Linked DNA regions of Rattus norvegicus: region 1 is linked to region 2. The links are chromatin contacts, called in public Hi-C maps. All regions are on one chromosome and are shown on one strand. Each heading gives the region's core, a stretch centred on a gene start, on an enhancer-like site or on the middle of the called end of the contact. The rest is flanking DNA. Distances are from core to core; before and after follow the strand shown. Region 1 overlaps Fto (FTO, alpha-ketoglutarate dependent dioxygenase). Region 2 overlaps LOC134483614 (a long non-coding RNA gene).

The links. Hi-C and Micro-C count contacts between places; a contact is called where the count stands out from the background.
Region 1: a Hi-C map of liver shows a contact between it and region 2, with 6 times the contacts expected there. The contact joins two enhancer-like sites. A contact is called at or near these places in 3 of 12 Hi-C or Micro-C datasets (hepatocytes, kidney and liver).

What each region holds. Positions count from the first base shown.
Region 1 is chr19:31,655,400-31,658,368 of GRCr8, forward strand. The region is part of intron 8 of Fto (FTO, alpha-ketoglutarate dependent dioxygenase); the gene reads right to left. Among named protein-coding and RNA genes, the nearest start is that of Fto, 210 kb to the right of the region's middle. Within about 2 kb of position 1,427, at least 11 of the 93 cell types and tissues checked have an H3K27ac peak or open chromatin away from gene starts, as enhancers often do. A contact at or near this core is called in hepatocytes and liver, where this site is marked.
Region 2 is chr19:31,235,304-31,238,145 of GRCr8, forward strand. It overlaps LOC134483614 (a long non-coding RNA gene), which reads left to right. Exons shown (of 3, transcript XR_010060415.1): 2 at 1-2,029; 3 at 2,352-2,842. Among named protein-coding and RNA genes, the nearest start is that of Irx3, 150 kb to the right of the region's middle. Within about 2 kb of position 1,303, at least 2 of the 93 cell types and tissues checked have an H3K27ac peak or open chromatin away from gene starts, as enhancers often do. A contact at or near this core is called in hepatocytes and liver, where this site is marked.

The sequences.
Region 1 (2,969 bases), core at 177-2,676, 420 kb after region 2:
CAATCTCGTCACAGAGAACACCGAACATTTCCTGGAGCTTCAGAAGTTCTCAGCTAGTTCTGGCTGTCACTAGGGCTAACAGTGGCTCCACCCCAGATTTTAAGGAAAGAACGGAGAAAGCCATGTCCATGATTGCTGCTCTTGAGGATCTTTGACCCAGGCTGGAGGATGCCCTCTGCCTGGAGGTCATGTGGATCAAGACGCTGTATTTTAGGTGAAGTTGAATTGATCCAAAATGCCTGTGGACTGCCTAGATTTTTACGCCCAGATGCTAAGGAAGCTTGGAGCCATACGTACATCTGTCAATTATAGGTAAGAATACCTAGCCCAAGCCCAGAGAAGAACTAGCCCAGGTTAGGCTTCCTCTCCAAACCCCATTCAGCAGTACCAGGTCTGGGTACTTGCTGGCATCAAGTGGGACTTGGCATCAAGACACTTTGTCAAAGGAGAGGGCAGTTTGAAAGACGGACTGCGTTCATTCTTCACTTTGTTCTTTTGGTCCATCTGGACCCTATTCTATTGCCGTGAGAAGACACCATCATGGCCAAGGCAACTTATAGGAGAGAGCGTTTAAACTGGAGGTACATGACTCCAGGATCAACATGGCAGGAAGACATGGTGCTGGTGCAGTAACTGAGAGCTGGGCATTTGATCCTTGAGGAGGAGCCATACAGACTGAACCTGGCAAGGGTCTTTTGAAACCTCCAGATCTACCCTACCTTCCCTGACAAGGTCACACCTCCTCCAAGACCACATCTCTTCCAAGGCCTCACCTCTTAATCCTTCCAGAACAACTGGGAATGAGACATTCAAACACACAAGCCTACGAGGGTCATTCGCATTCAAACTTCCACCTGACCTATGATGAGGATGACCTTACGGAGTACCTCATGTGTGTCGGGTTTTTGTCCTAGGTGTTTTACAGTAGGTCCCACCATTATCCCCAGGTAAATTACTAACAGAAGAAGTGAGGTTCAGAGGAAGCTGAGTAACATGTCTAGTACGATCTTCAGTTGTGCCTTTCCTAGAGTTAGGAAGTGGAGCCAAGTTCAAGCCCCGACGGTATGATTTGGATCCTACATGGACAACCACTATGTCATCGTCACACAATTTGCTCTAGGAAAAAAACCTGCTTTGTCCTACATTCAAAACTGAGAATGAGGAATCTCATGCAAGGTTCTATCCAAAGCCCTATACCATATTAAACATGGTTTTCTTTCCTTCCTGCTTATTCTCAAGGGTGGGCAGTTTATTTACCAACCAGCAGCCAGCACGGTGTTGCAGAGGATGGGTAATCCTCACAGAGGCCGGCTTACTGTGAGTCACTCTAGAGCACCTGAGGAGAATCCCCATCTTTCCTCTCTGGGACCCGGGTTTCCATGAAGTTGTGACTCATTCTCTTTCTGTGTATTTGTTGCTCTGTGTTACACAATCCCCTTCTAATCAGGGGTTACTCATCACTGCTGCCCCAGGGTCTAGGACAGTACCAGCTAGGAACTCAGTAAATATTTACAGAACCGACAAGTGACTCACACCAGTCACAGCAACAATAACAACCATTGATAAAGGACAGCCCATTGTCACCCATAATCCCCAACACCTATGTCACAGGTGTGGTTTTACAAGTGCTCTCTTCAGGGGGATTTCCCAATACAACACTTGGACTCAACTTAAACCTTTCTTAGAGTGAAGGTGTTAAAAGGTGGCAAATGTCTGGGAAAGTAAGCTGTAGCCAGGGAGCAGGTAAGTGACAATTAGTGTGGAATCCCTGGGCCGGTGCTCCTGAGGATACTGCTGTTCTCTGGGGGCCTCTACAACTACAAAGGAAAGAGTCATCTCAAGTGACCACGTATGGGGAAGCCCAGACAGGACAATTTGCTATCTTTAAACTGAACGGGATGGCTTTGGTTCAGATCTGTTGAGAGCTGTTTACTCAGCTCTGTGCATTTTACAGACACACTATGCAGGCTCGCCCAGGGTAAACAGTGCCTACCACCCTCCCACCCCCAAGGAGAGGAGAAGCTCTCCGTAAGGAGGAGGCAGCTCTTCAGTTATGCCCACGGCTGTCTTTCCAAAGCCTGGAGCAGGGCTTGGAGAACAGCAGCCCCCCAGGAAATACCTGCTGAATAAGCCGATGAGTGAGTAACTCTTTTCTCACACAAGTTAAGAAGTACTGTCCAGAAGATCAGCCAACGACTCATCATAATCAGCAGCCTGGCAGAGCTCCAGCTCGCCGGCCCACACGTTGATTTTATAAGTAAGATATGCAGAAGCCAATTGGCTTCTGTCCCCGTAAAGCTGTTCCAATGATAGTAACAATGGCAGTAATAACAACACCACTGCCCACCTAAAGGTCAGCTGCTGCCTCTTGGACAGAAGGTAACATCAGTCCTTACTCTCCTTGAATATAATGTTCTAATCCCTACATTTATGAGGGGCTTGATGGCGTTATCAGTTTTATGGAGTAATCCGGTTCAAGGACACCAAGGATGTTCTTTTGCTGAGGGTGGGAGAGACCAGAGACAGGAGAAGGACAGACACACTAAAGAAAAAACTAACAACAACAACAACAACAACAACATAACCAATGGCTCTTGGTAGGCCAGTGCCTCCCAGCTTCTCAAGCCTCCCTTGTGTATTCCTAGTGCCGTCCTGATTCATCTTTGGCAAAGTATAGTGACTTACAAACTCATGCTAAAACTCCTAGTGCCCAGCTAGCTAGCTGTCCAAAGAATCAGCCACTCTCTGGAGCATGAAGGGCATCATCAGACGTAGTCAGATGACACGGTCACAGTGGATCTCAGTAGGTGAGTGTCTCCACCTCTCAGGGTACCCGAGGGCTAATAACTACACATACTGCTAGCACAACTGGAAGTGAGTTGTGGCCCAAATGGGATGTCACCTAGGCTCAGGATAGCAGTAGGAAACTAGGACAAGGTAGCTGCCCAGAGCAGCCGAGACAGACCTGA
Region 2 (2,842 bases), core at 53-2,552:
TTTATATGTTGCCTGTCTGGTCCGGTTGAAACTTTGAGAGAGAAGGTTAAAAGGGCATGGGATAGGCCATTTCCACATATGGCTGCACTTTCTGTAGATTTTTGAAGTTCTAATATATTTAACTGTAGATAATGATATTATAAACTGTCATTTAGTGCATTTCAGGTACATTACTAAATACACGAAACGCAGATCTGGGAGGAACTTCTGCTGCTGCTGGTGGTGCTGCTGCTGCTGAGATCTTAACAAAAGCATTCACAAGTGTGACTCGGATCTGAGGAGCGGGAGGTAGGCAGTGGACTGGCCCAGACCTGGCAGGAGATTGACACAAATGAAGACAGCCCGTCTTCAGAAGGTAAAGCCAATACTGGCCAAATAATAGTCTATTTAAGTAACCACCAGGGCTCAACACACAGCATTACGTGAGATTTTACTTCTGCTTTATTTGATTCTCCTATAACTTTATTCCTCTGTGTGTGTGCGTGTGGGGGGGTTCAAAAGCCATCCCTATATCAGGTATTCTGCAGCCTTCGAATCTCAGATAAATGCATACAGACACAAGCCTGCGCACACGCGCGCACACACACACACACACACATATGTGCACATGTATACATTCACACACACACAAACGTGCATGTATTTTCACATACATATGAACACATGCATGCACTCACATACACAGATGTACTCAAACACGTGCATGCAATCGCATGCATGCATGTAGGCTCAAACATGTGTATTATTCATGCATACACAAATACATAAATATGCGCGTACTTACAAACACATGTACTCACTCAGATGCACATGAACACATGTACACAGTCACAGGTGCACAAACACAACCACAGAACTACCAATATTTTAAAAGCCGTTTTTACCCGATCCCTGTGTGCTGTTACATAAATCGTCACCTGCAGTCTCGAATGTTCTCTGGAATGAGCGTTGCCTTCATTTAAAAGGAACATAAGTTAATTATTATTTTAACATGTCACTGCTATTCCATGCCAGAAAAGTCAACAGATGATTCTCCCTTTTTATTGGCATGAAGATGGGCTTGATTTCCCTCCCTCCTCTTTGGAGAGAGAAAACGGTTACGAAACAGATAGCGATAATAAATGCTTTATTGGTGAAAAAAGAAAGATCAAATCTTTAATGAAATCAGGATGGGCTTAGAGATGAACTCCGTCTGAACTCACCAGGATTCATGGGACTTCAATTAAAACAATTTCAGAAGGGCATCTGACAGCAACGACTGGGACTGTAATTAAAATTGAGCAACATTTTAGCACCAGGCTTTCTGGAAGGATCCTGGCTGTATGGCAGCCCAGGGGAAGAAGGCCAGGACGCTAGAGAGCACAGGTGAGGAGATTGTCACCGGAGTCTGAATTTTTCTACCCTCTATTTTCACAGTATCTGTATGTTTGGAAAGAAAGAAAGAAAGAAAGAAAGAAAGAAAGAAAGAAAGAAAGAAAGAAAGAAAGAAAGAAAGAAAGAGAAAGAAAGAAAGAGAGAAAGAGAGAAAGAAAGAAAGAAAGAAAGAAAGAGAGAGAGAGAAAGAGAGAAAGAAAGAGAGAAAGAGAGAGAAAGAAAGAAAGAAAGAAAGAAAGAAAGAAAGAGGAGAAAAGAAAAGGAAACTGGCTTTTCTCAGCCACAGATTGTCATTTTCAACCCAAAAGCTTCTTTACAAAACAACAACAGCCTTTTGTGAGTTAGATCCAGGTCGCACACTACTGTAGTTGAGGCACACACTACAGAGCCAGGACACCTGGCTTCCAGTCTTGCTTTCCACGTGCTAGCTGCTAGCTGACTGATCTTAGCCAAGCTGACTTCTCTTGGCCTCTCCTGTAAAATAGGACATCGACATCACTAGAGTTGCAGAGTGGCTCCAATGGAGAATTCCACATTAAGTCTGTGACGCTGTGCCTGTCACCTAGTCAGCATCCACAACTGGGAGCAAGCATTGTCCTTGGCAGGATGGAAAGCCGGGGACAGGACCTGCAGATGTCCAGCTTCTCCTGTGAAGGTACAAATCCTCCTGAGGCATGTGGCAGTCCCAAAGGGTAGACAATAGGGAAGGTGAAGGTTCATGTGGGGATTCATGGGGTTCTTTGGCCAAGTCTGTTTAGCATCCAGATAAGAACTTGGCTGAGAACCCACATTCTCCTCTTAAAGAAGCCCTAGGACATAGATATGCCACAGAGACCCGGAAACCTTAAAGAACTGGGGTTCAGCCTCCCTCAGTCAAGAGAGAAAGGAGAAGAGGAACCAGAAGAGGAAGAGAGGGAGAAAGAATGGGACTTGAATCCTTGTCATGTAGCCATAATAACTCTGCCCCATTGCCATAGGTCCCACGAGGGTCCCCTGCTTGGAACTCTTCTCCGGCTTGAGATGGCATGAAGGAGTCCTGTTTTATTGCCACCAGGGGCTCTCTGCAGTGCTCACACTTACCAAATCCAGAGAGGACAAAAGGCCCCAGGATCTGCCCGGGGAACCATCCAAGCATACCAGAGAATCACCAGAACAGATCAACACTCACTCACTGACTGGCCCCGGTAGATCACCAGGGACAAACTCCAAGCCCACTGCTGACCAGACCAGGATGTTGGAGTTGACTGATACTTTCTGGAAGCATTCAGCACCTGAAGGAGTTGAATGTAGGCTTTGGTGCCAGTCTCCTGCTATTTCTGTAAGTCAAATTTCTAATGGACTGAAGAAGCCCAACCTAAGGATAACAGGGGAAAATTAATTACATCTCCTTTGGCTTGCCCTCTAATATTTTTTTATAGCTGTGGCAGCAGAATTGCCTTCCAAATTATATTGGTCCAAGTTATTAAAA